Linked DNA regions of Mus musculus: all the other regions are linked to region 3. Evidence: chromatin contacts called from public Hi-C and promoter capture Hi-C data. All regions are on one chromosome and are shown on one strand. The core of a region is the stretch at or near the end of the contact, and the rest is flanking DNA. Distances in the headings are between cores, read along the strand shown.

Region 1 (3,271 bases), core at 122-2,621, 2.9 Mb after region 3:
CAAGTTCCTCCTGCCTTTGCCTTGAGAGTGCTGGGATTAAAAGTGTGTGCCACCATGCCCTGCTACATAATTTAAAATAAGATCTTTTTTAAACGATTTCTTCCTACATGGAAATCCTACAGGCCAGGATCGTTAGAAAGCACACCTGATACTTTGGGAGCTGTGGAATTGTGTTTGCTCTGGCAGGTACCCTAGTGCACACTGAGACCTCAGTATGGGAGTCCCACGATGTCCACGGCACATTAGCAAGCAAGTGGTTGTGCTGGTCTGTCTTTCTCTCTCGGGTATAAGGGTGGGGTGGACCTTGGCCTTCTGTTCTTCACTCCTAGCCCTGCCTCCCAAGCCCCGGGCCTCTTACACATTTGCCTCCTGTACTCTGTAAGCAAAACCATTTCAGTCCTCTAAACTCGATGTCACGCTGGCCTGATACCAAAGAGTAGCACAGGGATTCCCGCTCTGGAACCATTAGAGCCACTCTGGGTTGGTGTGCTGTGGTGCTAAGCCTGTAACACTGACACCTCCATGGTGTGAACTAGAAAAGATACAACAGTACTTTCTGACAAATACCTGGGAACTGACTTTAAAGCAAGAAAAGGAAGGCTAGGCCAGATGGTACAAGCCCCGTTTTAACTGTTCTTTCTTTTCCTTTTTCCTTTTTTCCACTTTGGGTTTTTTCGAGACAAGGTGGTTCTGGAATTCACTTTGTAGACCAGACTGGCCCCAAACTAGAGACCTGCCTCTGCTTCCCTCCCTAGTGCTAGAATCAGGACTGTGCCACCATGCCCAGCCTTAGTTGGATTTGTAAGATGTCTTCTGACCTCTACAAACATACACACATTTGTGCACACACACACACACACACACAATATCAACTATCTTTGTTACGACAAACGACATTGATGTATGTGTATGTGTGTGCGTGTGTATATACTTATCTTCTGTTTTCTTGGTGTGTTTTAGTGAGAAGTCTGTCCCCGTCTCCTGACTCCTCCACGGCAGCAGATCCGCCCACTCCTCCACAGCTCAGGGAAGGATCGCATTTCATGTGTGTGTAGTCGCAGAAGTACGTCTTCTCTTCCCTTTGGTACTTTGTGTTAGGAGTATGTTACTTGGATTCTATCCATTTGTTGGAACAGCAATACAAGCAAATTAACCCTGGACTATGTCCCACCAGAGCACCTGGCCATGTATGTGAAGTCCAGGCCGTAGTTCAGGTTTCTCATATTGCCCTGGCAGGGAGTGGGTCTCTGGTGGCATTTTCTCTCAGTCTGTCATAGCATCATCCACACGTGCAGCAGAATCTGCAGTGAGCGGCCTGTGCCAGCCCTCCTGGCAGCGCTGCAGCTGTGCCCTGGAGACATCCTGCCCACACTCAGGCTGAGGAGCCAGGGCTGCCCTTTGGACAAAGCCATGATTATGATGTAGTCTGGGGCGGAGGCTTGACATTTCGAAACCGTTGGGTTGGAGCCAGGATAGAGCGAGCTGAGGGTGACTTCCTTCATTGCTTCTTTGGGGCTTTTTTATTATTATTACTGTTCCCAATAGTAATGTGTGTACTGTATATCTAATGTGTATGTGTGATGGATATGCCACATGAGTGTGCCATGACAAGAGTGTGAAGGCCAAAGGACAGCTTTGTGGATCCAGTTCTGTCCTGCCCCTATGTCCATTCTGAGGTTTGAACTTGAGTTATCAGTGAGGGCATAGGCACTGCTAAACTGTCTCACTGTCCCTCACACACACCAGACTCCACACTGTGTGCACAGAACCTCCCTTACTCAGAAATTTGTGCTTACAAGTAAATCGTTTTCCTGGAAAATGGGAGTGAGAATCTATACGCCGTTTCTATATGTTTTCTCAGCATCCACTGCCTCTTACAATGCTGGGAGCTTTTGAGTTCCTATAAACTCCAGAGTAGCCCTGGAGTAACAGCAGCATGAGCTGTCAGGCAGGCAGTCTTCAGGTGTCCCCAGCCGGCCGCACAGCGGCCTCTCACCTGGGCTCTGCCTTCACCCTGTCTTGGCCTTTGTAGTAGCTCTGCGCTTTGACTCGAAGCTCCTGTGGTTGTGGGTTGGCTTCCGTGCTGGGTTGAGGAGCTTCGCTAGAGTTAGGAATGACCAGTTGTGCCACCACGCCCAGCCTCATATGTTTTTTTAAAAAAGTTATTTTTGTGCCTTTAAAAAATGACTTAATTGATAATAGATCATGCAGGGCAGGGCGCCTTCTTTCTGGGTCAGGTTCACTGCTCCCTGCTTTCAGTAGCAGAGGGTGTCTGTTATCCAGAGCAGGCCAGTACAATAAACAGAAAATGGAAAAAAAAAAAAAAGGAATGACCAGTTGTCATAGGTGTACCTGTGGCTTGCCTTTTTCACTAGCAGAACTTTAGTTGTGTAAAAGTGACTCTGGTGACAGAATGACACTAGACAGGAAACATAAACAGGCTTGTGGCCTGACAGGTGTCCTCTCCTTCTATTAGGGAACAATGTGCAGTGAGAATATTCACGGGCCAGGCATCGTGGCCTTTGGGTTTAATCCCAGCTCCTGAGAGAGAGGCAGGCACACACGAGTGGGTTTAATCCCAGCTCCTGAGAGAGAGGCAGGCACACACGAGTGGGTTTCCGTGAGTTTGAGGACAGCCTGGTATTTACATAGTGAGCTCCAGGGGCCAAAGCTGCATGGTGAGACCCAGTCTCAAAACACAAAACTGCACAGGAGCTGGGCATGTAGCTCAGTTGGTATAGACATACCTAGTACACATGAAGTTCTGCATTCAGTTCCTAGCACCACAAAGAATCAGGCATAGTGGTGCACACTAGCAATCCCAGCACTTGGGAGGAAGAAGCAGGAGAATTCAAAATTCCCGGCCAGCCTGAGCTTCATGAGGCTCCACGTCAAAACAGAAAGGCGTTCTCAAGAATTTATGGTACAGCCAGGTGGTGGTGGCGCACGCCTTTAATCCCAGCACTCAGCACTCGGGAGGCAGAGGCAGGCGGATTTCTGAGTTCGAGGCCAGCCTGGTCTACAAAGTGAGTTCCAGGACAGCCAGGGCTATACAGAGAAACCCTGTCTTCAAAAAAAAAAAAAAAAGAATTTACGGTACAGTAACTGCCCTTGGATGCGATGTGCCAGCTTGTTACTGGACTGTGACTAACCTTTACTCCAGCTCCAGTGGCAATGGGTGTGAGTTACAGCCAGGCACAGAAATCACTGTGAAATACTTCTCATCTCCTGTTGTTGACCACCGCACACAGCTAACCTGTGGCACAGGCAC
Region 2 (3,356 bases), core at 435-2,934, 2.8 Mb before region 3:
TCTCCATCACTGCCAGCTTTAATCCTAAGACCTTCCATTCTTTGTTTTCTTACAAAGGAAGCTATATTGCTACTCTGTTGTTAGGACTAGTCAAATTATATATCCCGTCAATCTTCCTGCATTTTCTTTATAAAGCACACAAAGGATCAAAATATATCCAGAACTGTACCCAACACACACTTGGGAGTGTCAGCTATTCAGAAAGTTGAGATAAGAGACTAGATTTTTTTAGTCCATTTAGGCATATCTGATCAATACAGTGAGGTAACTCTTTCACACAGGCAGAGAGAGAGAGAGAGAGAGAGAGAGAGAGAGAGAGAGAGAGAGAAAGAGAGAGAGAGAGAGGAGTCAACCCCCCACATCCATGGGTTTCACATCCTCACATTCAGCCAAAAGCAGATATAAAAATAGAGAAGATAAATTTGCATCTGTACTGAATGCTTTTCTTGCCATTACTCCCTATACAATATAGTACAGGAGCTATTTACATAGCATTTACATCGATGTACATATCACAAATAATCTAGAGATTGTTTAAACTTTACAGAAAGATGTACAAGGGTCATATGCAAATAGTATACCTCATTACGCAGGGGACTTGAGCATCATGCATTGCGGGACTTGTGCAAGGTCCTGCAAACAATCTCCAGGGACAGTAAAAATGACAATACTGTCTGTACTATATAGCACTGCTCCCAATATTAGAGTGAATCCTAAGATCTACACAACTGGAAGGCTATAGATTAGAAATCTATAATCTTGTAATGAGCCAGTGACTCATCTGAGTGACTTGTTAGCCAAATTTCATTCCGGCTGAACCGTGAAGTTGGTGGGAGAGGCCAGGCATTCTATTGGAAAGAGGACACTTCAGTTGCCGGATGGTACCTCAGAGTCGTGATAGGGCAAAAATCCAGTTTGTGCAGGTGTTCCACGTCCCCTGAGAGAGAAAAGAGGCCAAATCAGTCAGAGCGGTCCACACTTGCAACATCCTAAGACTCCAGATTATCTGTTTTACCCCGCCCCAACCTCAGCTCTTGCCTGCGACAACTTTAAAAAATGTTTCTGTTGCACTCAAAGACATCCCCATTTCACTTCGCTATCGTAGACTAAATATGCGGCACTGCTGCCTACTTGCTTATAAATATGCGTAAATATTTTAAGCTAAACTTCCTCTACTGCTCTAATTCCTCCTAGCCTCATCTCTCAAGCCTTCATTGGCTCCTTCCATTTTTAAAACTTCTCATCTTCATATCACTGTGTTAGCCCGGTCCACATTCACAGCCTCTCAGAATCTTCGGGGGTGGGGGGGGGGAAGTCCCGTTCGTTCCCCAGATTTATCCTTTTATGCCAGTTAGCTCGCGTGCCACACAACGAAATCGCAACATCTTTTAAAAACCGCGAGGGGTTCTCTTCCCACTCTGACTCTTGGATTCGCGGAGACCTCATGACCCATACGAGAACAGAAGAATGGGGGGGGCGAGTTACAGTCAAGTGGAATTTTGACCGAAAAATCCCTAAGGACGTGCCGCAGTGGGCGTGAATCCCCGGCTCCGACCTGACTGACATCCCTCGGGGGCCGACGGGGCCACCTGTGACCAAGCAGGAAGTTCTGAACGGTTTGCGCGCCAAAAAGCCCAGCGCATGCGCACACAGCCACGGGCGGGGCGGGGGCGGAGTCCCGGCTGGCACAGGATCTCGCGTTGTCTGGGGAAAGAGGCACAGAGGTCTTTACGGTGGCGTTGTGGGAACCGCCCACCACCTCTCCTTTAAATCTTCTTTCTTTCTTCTTTTTTTTCTCTGTCTTTTCTCTGTCCTCTCAGCCTCAGTGTAGACAGTGAGCGAAAGAGCTCAAGGCCGGCAGCTCTGTGGAAGAGTTATGGCTGCCATGGTCGCGCAGCCGGTGCCTCAGAGTGAGAGTAGCAGAAGCCACACCGTCGATCGTCTTAAGATGCTAGGGTTTGCTTTGGCCTTCCCCCTTTTTTATGATGCTATGCAAACCAAAAAACAAAAAACAAAACAAAAAAAAAATCACCTTGGCGCACGGCGCCTGCGCAGTGCTTGTTTACCGCGGGCCGAGCGCAGGCCCCTTCCCTCCGCCCAGATCCTGCGCCTGCGCCTGCGCGGCTGACGTGGATTTCTCCGGGAAAACCGCGCCTCCTAGTCCCGGGACTAGGGAGCGAGCAGCCGAGTGTGCCGTGGGAATCTCGGAGCCCTGAAATGAGAACCACAACGCCCAGAGTCGGTGTCGCGGCAGGATCGTGAGCACAGATGACCCAGGTGCTGTGCACGCCACCGTCGCTGAAGTGAGCAGCGGAGCGTGAGAGCGAAGACCGGCGGCGCTGACGCCTCAAAGGATGGACTTTGTTTAGCAAAGATGCAAATAAGCCTGACCCTAAGGCCGCCGGAGTTCGAGCAATTCCTGACTGGGCTAAGACTGTTCTTGAAGGCGACTCAGAAAGGCGGCCATGCAAATTTTGAAACTAGAAAGAGCTGACACTAGAAGCAGTAGCCCTTTAAAGCAGAAGCCAGTTAGTTCATAAGAGTCTGAATGTCCCTTCAAAGTCCGCTCTAAATAGACTCAGACAGTGCTCATAAAATATTATCTGATAAGCATAGATTATTTTAGATATGGTTATCCATTTGCAAGTAGAGGCAAACTGATTTGTGAAGGAATTTCTATTGATAGATTCCAGTACGTTCAAAAAAAATTAATAACTGGCAACTTAGCTAAGCCTGAGCATTTTTCTAGTTTTCAAAACAATGGAATTTATTTGGCAATTTTATTAGACCCTATTTTTTGACCGGTGAGATTGAAGTCTTTAGATTTGTAACATTTTTCTACCAGAAAAAGTGAGATTTTAACCAGTAAGAAGGGGGAAATGTATGTATGTGAACAGAAGAGGTCAGAACTTGAAGACTTGTCATGCTTCCAACATTTGTCTCAAGAGAAGCTATCATCTCACCTCGGATTTTTTTTTTTATGTTCAATATAATAGTAAAATTTAGCATACTTTGAACATTTTTTTTCCTATACAATCTGGGTATGGTGGTACATTGAAGAAGAAAAAAAATGGGGTTTGTAGATCAGTTGGTAGGCTCCTTGCCTAAAAGCCACGGATTTATGCAGAACTGAGTAAAATGGGACTTGGTGGTAGACCTATAGAGGCAGGATCAGAAGTTCAGGGCAATCCCCACGTATGGAGTCATAAACCAGCCTGGGCTACATGAAACGCTGTTTTAAACAAAGAAACAGGTTCTCTATTATAGATAAGAACAATAGCTTACTTGAGGTAGAATGATAACCAGTTTTCCACACCTATATTGACCTGACATTTCCTTCATAAGAGAGAAAATAC
Region 3 (3,327 bases), core at 401-2,900:
TAGAGGTAATGGCTATGCTTAGCACCTTGATTTGATCTGCAATCATCAAAATACTACTCTATTCCGTAACCGTGAACAATGACTATATATCAAGAAAAAAAAATAAAAGCAGAATAAAATAGGGCTTTAAAGAAGCCCTAACAGATGACCAAATCCCAAAGGTATGATTAACAATGAGCATAATAAGATCCCAAATTAATAATCATGGTGTGTGAATAGTTTATCTATCATGAAGTAGGCATCCACCTTCATTTATTTTCAGATAGCCTATTTGTGGAATTTCTTTCACAGTGATCTACAGAGCATTTTTGCCACCCATAGATCTCTTCATGTAGAGAGGATTTGTGTCACTTCTACAGTGTCTATTATAATGCCAACATATGCTTGATATGCACTTTAAAAGTAGTGTGTGCATGTGTGGTAGGCAGAAGTCAGTCTTAGGAGCCCCAGGAGCCATTCACTGTTAGGTTCCAGGCTGATACAAGAGGCTTTCAGAAAGGGGAAAGGGGATACCAACTCTATGCCTTTGACCAGGGTCAGACATAGCAAAGTCTGGAACCAGGCCCCCCAGAGTTAAGATTTCAGTCTGTGAGAACGTGACTTTTCCTCCTAAAGAGACTGGAGTAGTCAGTCCCAGGCCAGTGTGTGCTTGGTCTGTGGCACACATGAAGTATTCTGTGTTCCTTTTGTGCAACACTGCTTGGTTAGCTTTCTGATGACTTCGTCCCACTGTATGATAGGTTTTTCTGTTCCATTTTCCCCATACAAACAGTATATAAGATGCTGTACATCTTAATAAATTAGCTTAGCATAAGACATAGTTTTAGGGAAAACCTCCTGACCCCAACTTTCCTGTCTTCTTTATTTCTGATCCGTTCGGTCCCTCCTCTCAGGAGCCTCTCAGTGAAGAATGGCTCACTGGTCCAGATGCATCTACACTCTTTTGTTTTTGAGATGTTTTTCACTCATACTTGGAACTCACTGATTGCTATGCTGGCTGGCAGGGATTGGTATCTTTTCAGTGCTGCATTCCAAGCATGTATCACACCATGTATAGCTTTTTTTTTTTTTTTGTCGGTACTGGGTATCACACTTCATGCTTACATGGCAAGAACTTTAGCCCAGTAGACTGGGGTCTCTCCCTCCCCAGCCGCAGTGATAGTTGCTAGAGCCACTGAAAGAGCCCTTATCAGTTAGGTTGTCACGGATCCTTGCTGAGCACTAAGTGAATATTTCCCACTTGCAAATAAGCATTTGCTGGCCATCCACTAAACGCCAGTCACTTATCTGTCACCAGGATATAAATGTTGTTAGCATAACCACTCTATTAGGGAAGTCATTACTGTTTGTGAGTTGTGACGGTGTATGCCGGGAGGGGGGTGGGAAGGAGAGCGACAGAATGGTTGCTACTGGGTAGGCAGTTAGATGTGAGATGATTATGGAAAAGTGTGTCTGTAGCTTAGCAATGAGAAGGTTACAACTCTACAACAGCATCCTACAAGGGACGGACTCGGCGGCTCCCAACACTGGGTAGCAACGGGACGCCGCGCGCTTGACGTCGTCAGAGCAGCATGGGTTCGGTCTCCGAGCTCGCGCCTGCGCACACTGCTTCTCGCGCTGCTGCTGGGAACTACCGCCTTCCCGCCAGTCGTCACTTCCGGCTGACGCGACGCGTCGGGCGACGTCACGTCCTGCCGCTACCGGTAGGGACCGTGAGTGGCGGCAGGCCGGCTCTCCGGCGCTCCCCTCCCCTCCTCCCTCCCTCCCTGTCCCTCCCTTGGCGGCCGCGAGTCGCGGGGACTCTGGAGCCGGCCTCCTTCGGCGTGAGTGCGGGGGCCTCAAGCAGCCTGAGGCGCCGCGGCAGAGAAGGAGGACGACCGCGACCCTCGGTCCCCGCTCCGCGTCACCGCGCTCGCCGCCGCCATGGCCATGAGGCAGACGCCGCTCACTTGCTCGGGCCACACGCGGCCCGTGGTGGATTTGGCCTTCAGCGGCATCACGCCTTACGGCTACTTTCTGATCAGCGCTTGCAAAGGTGAGCTGAGCCCGCGACGGCCGCGGCTCCCGAGTGCCGACGGGTGGGTGGGTCGTGGCTGCCAGCGACAGCCATCGCGCTGCTGGGACTAGAGGGTCGCCCCTGGCCGGGCTTTATGCGTCCCTCCTCCCCACCGTTGTTAGTGCTCCCCAACACCTCGCCTTTCTACCCACACAACTACATTGTGTTTGCCAAGGATTTACGGGAAGAAGAAATTAGGCCAGGCCGAGAGGAGTGCCCTTTATGTCCTCTCACTCATTGTTTCATCCTTTGTGGTGTGAGCCTCATTTTTTTTTTTCCCCGACGAAAGTGTACGTTAGGTTTATGTGGTCCAAAGTAAAAAGCGGCTATCTAGATCGTTTTGACACCGCATGTCACTGGCATCCAGCCCACGGTTTTTCAGAAGTTTTTATTTATGTGTGCCTGTGTTGTCTCTATGCATGCTTGTACCTGTGTGAAGGGGTGCCCCAAGAGGAAGGCATCAGATTGTCCAGAGCCGGAGTTAGAGGCTGTTGTCAGCCTCCGTGTGGGCGCTGGGAATCGGAATCAGGTCTTGTGGAAGAGCGTTTCCCAGGTCTTTATAGTTGCTTTGTAATCCGAGTTTGCAAAGGTGATGAGGGAGGCCTCTCATTCGGTCCCAAAATTGCTTATGCTTCCCAGGAAGAGTGGCTACAACTCCTTAGTCCCTAGGTCACTGAGACCATATGCACAGACCAGGATGGGGACACCCTCCCCCACGCCCCCACGGCTTAATGGGAGTAGGGGGGAGCAGTCAGAACAACGGTTTTCCAGTAGTTTGCTGCTCAGGATTTGGTATTACGTTGCATGCTTCTAAATCACAGATGTCTGAAAATATTTTCTAGATGGCAAGCCCATGCTCCGCCAGGGAGATACAGGAGACTGGATTGGAACATTTTTGGGTCATAAAGGTGCTGTTTGGGGTGCAACATTGAATAAGGATGCCACCAAAGCTGCGACAGCAGCTGCAGACTTCACAGCGTAAGTGTAACAAAAATGGCTAACTTCATTCTGTTTGAATTTTGTGGTGACATGGCCAGATTCTCCAACTTCACAGTTAGACATGAGGTTCTGACTCCGAGGATGCTATAGACAGTACATGGTGTTTGATCTCACCACGATTCTGTCCTGGCTCTCTGAGCATCCTTGTGACTTGAGATGTTTCAAGGACTGATGTCTCTCTCATCGAGACCAGGAACGTGGTGAGCTATACAGCTTGGACAATGGGTGCTGCTGATGTCCTTCACAGATAGTCTTGAACACTTAGTGAGTGC
Region 4 (3,095 bases), core at 9-2,508, 2.8 Mb after region 3:
CGAGAGCATGGTTTCTCGATGCCACCTCTCATGACAAGTGATTACTGAAGTGACTTTTAAAACCAGTGCAAGCCTTCAGTCCCAGCACTTGGGAGGCTTAAAGTGTCAGGGTCTTGGAAGATACATATCATGAGTTGTAGGCCTGCTGGACTACAGACTTAGACCCTGTCTCACAAAAGCAAAACATAAATAAGAGTAGCTGTACACTTCTGTAGGAGGATTTCTGCTTTATTCTGTACTACACTGTCATAGATTGTTTAAATAGCTAGTCCACTACTTGTAGTCTGTATTTTTGATGATATCTTGTTTATTCTTTTGAGAATTCCATATGTGTTTATATTGTATTTTAATCATGTCCACTCCCCCAGGTTCCCTACAACACTCCTCCCTCCCAGTTTCATGCCCCCTTTCCCATAATGCATTGGGTCCCATCAGTGCTGCCTGTTCATCTCGTTTGTTTCTTTCCACGTTTCCTTTGTGACGTCCCTGTTAGTGATGAAGAGCAAGGAAGAGGGTCAGTGAATTCCGCAGTGACCTCAGCGATGCTCCAGCCTCTGTCTGCTGAGTTATGGGATTTAGAGGCGTGCCCCGCCATTGCCCAAACTAGTCTTAGGGCCTAGAAAGTTGATATCTTCTTGTACCTTGCTGCAAAGAATAAATAATCTTGTACCAATCTTTTTCACTCCTTTAGTCTCATATAGCCAAGCAAACTTTGATTCTCCCACAATCTGGTTTTTTGCTGTTTTATAGGGGGGTTCTGTGTGTGTGTGTGTGTGTGTGTGTGAGAGAGAGAGAGAGAGACACTGTCTGTCTGTCTTCCCTCTCTCTCTCTCTCCCTCCTCTATCACCTCTCTCCCTTTTTCCCCTCTCTTCCTCCCTTGGTCTCTCCAGAGCCCATGACAGACCAAAGTATGGATAGTATATAGGGTAAAAAGTCTAAGCTCACTTCTGGGTTTTGAAAACCCACCAGTCCACACCTCCCCGTCCCTCCCTCCCTGCCCCCGCCCCTTATCTCTCCCCCTCAACCCCCCCACACCCCCACCACACCCCTGTATAAAGTCTGTCTCCTGCTCAGTTCCCTGCTGCTTTTCACCCAGAGGCAACCATCCTCCCGTGTCTTTCTCAATAAATGTCCTGTGTGAGGTTTGTGCAGTCTGACCTTGTAGTATTTCTTGGCTCCCTATTGCCAGGATACCATTCCTTCCAGAGCTGATCCTGGGGAAACAGCCCTCAGAGCTGTACCATTTCTGTTGGAGAAACTTCATAGTAACAGTAAAGATACCACTGAAGTCCAATTTGATGAGTCAATGCATTTTAGTGTTACAGGAATATGGGTGAGGGGCTACTTCCGGGAGCCGAAGTGTCTCAAAGACAGCTGCATCACCCCAGCTTGAGGGACATCTCACAAAATCTTGGAACCTGGAGCTTACCACAAAGCCTACAGGTAGCTCAACAAGTTGAGTGTCCTTTCCACATGCCACTTCCGGGCAGCTCAGCTTGTTTCTGTTGCATCCAAGCAGCTCAGAGAGGCCTTTGCAACGTGGCTCCTCTGAGACAGACTCATCTTTTAGTGATTCACTGGCAGGGAAGGGTAGGGTAAACCTGGTCAGTTTGGGGGACTTCCTCACACTGCTTCAGTTGTTTACCTCTGTTTAAAGAGCTCTCCCTTAGGATGGAAGGTTTCCCTCTGGGTGGAAACTGTTACACAACACTCCCTCCTCCTTCCTCGTTTCCTCCCCTCTCTCCTTTTCCCCACCCACTCTCTCTCTCTTTCTCTTTCCTTTTTCTCTTTCTCTTTCTCTTTCTCTTTCTTTCTCCCTCTCCCTCTCCCCTTCCCTTGCTGTCCTCCCATCTCCAGCGTATTTAACCTTGGAAGTTGAAGCCCAGACAGTTCTTGACTAGAATAGGACATCATAATGGCAGAATTCTAAGGAAACTGACTAGATACCAGGTTCATTCGCATTCTGAGCAGAGACTTAATACCCACTTGTCAGTCCTCTGATCTGGTAACCCGGCCTGCCCGGTGCCTACATGATCGTAGTGATCGTAGTGGTTGTGGCTGATAGATCTGGTCCTTGTTGATACCTGTCTCACCTGTCTTAACCTTAACACCAAAGCTCCTTTCCCTCACATTCTCTCAGCTATGATGAGTTCATCTCCTCAGCTCTCTGCTAGTTACTGTGTTCTTTCATGTTTCTGCCAGAAAGCAGAGCTTGTAGTGTGACCTTCCTTGATGTGGGCTTATTTGCAAGTCGTTCACCTTGGGAAATGATACCAAGGTGAGAACAAAGAGTGACAGAGAATGACAACCACGGGTTCCCTAGGCCTCACATTAAATCTTGACAAATGAACAGAAACTCAGGAAATTATTCCCAGTTCACAGGAGAATTACCCAGGAGAACCTAGGGCTACCCCTAAGACTGGCTGCCACTGCCCTGAGGCAGTGTTTGCATACATAAGCACTGGTGGGCTCTCACTCACATGCAGGGGACTTAGGCACTGGCTGCATTCTCATACAGGGTGCATAAGGTCCATGACTGCCGGGTGGGTCTCACGTTAGAACAAGATTAGCTGAGAAGATGTGGAGAGGGAGAGCCTTGCATTCTGGAGTTTTAATAGTGTGTTTTAGTTAGTTCTCCAGCACAGGCCCACCGTTTCCAAAGTGAGCTTTTCATCTGTAGCTCTCATATTGGGCAAAAACACTAAAAGCAAAAAGTGGAATCCTCAGGACGGTGAGTCATTCTGGCCAAGGGCGTTTTAGAGCTGTCTGCCATGACTGAGCCATTCCGTCTACACAGAGATTGTCAGGTTGCACAAGGGTCGCCTAGGACTTGTGTCCAGTGGTTCCCGTGTATGTGGGTGAGGGACACTACTTTAAATAGACTTTATGATTGGGAAATTAGATTTTCCTGTGCAGTGCAAGGCTTTATCATCTATCCTAATATAAGACGAATAGTCATTAATCGGCTACAGAAACGACAGTGAAATCTGGCTGCCGGGCTACAGGGAGGTTTTTATGCCCGCTAGTACAGGAGAGTCATGTGCTTTGCCAGTGCAGTGGACAGCACACACCTTGAACCCTGGGGGAACAGAAA

What was found. Promoter capture Hi-C pulls out the DNA fragments that hold promoters and counts their contacts. Hi-C and Micro-C count contacts between places; a contact is called where the count stands out from the background.
Region 1: a contact with region 3 is called in a promoter capture Hi-C map of hippocampal neurons, with 10 times the contacts expected there. The contact joins the enhancer-like site here to the promoter of Strap in region 3. A contact is called at or near these places in 2 of 39 promoter capture datasets (hippocampal neurons and liver) and 3 of 115 datasets of contacts at active chromatin or transcription factors (embryonic stem cells and stem cell-derived neural progenitor cells).
Region 2: a Hi-C map of CD8 T cells shows a contact between it and region 3, with 8 times the contacts expected there. The contact joins the promoter of 2810454H06Rik here to the promoter of Strap in region 3. A contact is called at or near these places in 1 of 39 promoter capture datasets (liver), 1 of 484 Hi-C or Micro-C datasets (CD8 T cells) and 1 of 115 datasets of contacts at active chromatin or transcription factors (astrocytes).
Region 4: a promoter capture Hi-C map of hippocampal neurons shows a contact between it and region 3, with 7 times the contacts expected there. The contact joins the enhancer-like site here to the promoter of Strap in region 3. A contact is called at or near these places in 5 of 39 promoter capture datasets (the 3T3-L1 cell line, 3T3-L1-derived adipocytes, cranial neural crest and 2 more) and 1 of 115 datasets of contacts at active chromatin or transcription factors (stem cell-derived neural progenitor cells).

What each region holds. Positions count from the first base shown.
Region 1 is chr6:140,592,595-140,595,865 of GRCm38.p6, forward strand. Plekha5 (pleckstrin homology domain containing, family A member 5) reads left to right here. Exons shown (of 31, transcript NM_144920.3): 31 at 961-2,312. The coding sequence ends at 1,055. Among named protein-coding and RNA genes, the nearest start is that of Aebp2, 29 kb to the right of the region's middle. Within about 2 kb of position 1,372, at least 101 of the 459 cell types and tissues checked have an H3K27ac peak or open chromatin away from gene starts, as enhancers often do. A contact at or near this core is called in hippocampal neurons and liver, where this site is marked.
Region 2 is chr6:134,896,277-134,899,632 of GRCm38.p6, forward strand. 2810454H06Rik (RIKEN cDNA 2810454H06 gene) reads left to right here and starts at 1,685. Exons shown (of 1, transcript NR_029441.1): 1 at 1,685-3,356. It overlaps Gpr19 (G protein-coupled receptor 19), which reads right to left and starts at 1,918. Exons shown (of 4, transcript NM_001362050.1): 1 at 1,556-1,918; 2 at 886-937. RefSeq lists a cis regulatory region at 1,330-1,865.
Region 3 is chr6:137,733,432-137,736,758 of GRCm38.p6, forward strand. Strap (serine/threonine kinase receptor associated protein) reads left to right here and starts at 1,651. Exons shown (of 10, transcript NM_011499.3): 1 at 1,651-2,035; 2 at 2,899-3,034. The coding sequence starts at 1,924.
Region 4 is chr6:140,559,648-140,562,742 of GRCm38.p6, forward strand. All of the region lies in intron 15 of Plekha5 (pleckstrin homology domain containing, family A member 5), which reads left to right. Among named protein-coding and RNA genes, the nearest start is that of Aebp2, 62 kb to the right of the region's middle. Within about 2 kb of position 1,259, at least 62 of the 459 cell types and tissues checked have an H3K27ac peak or open chromatin away from gene starts, as enhancers often do.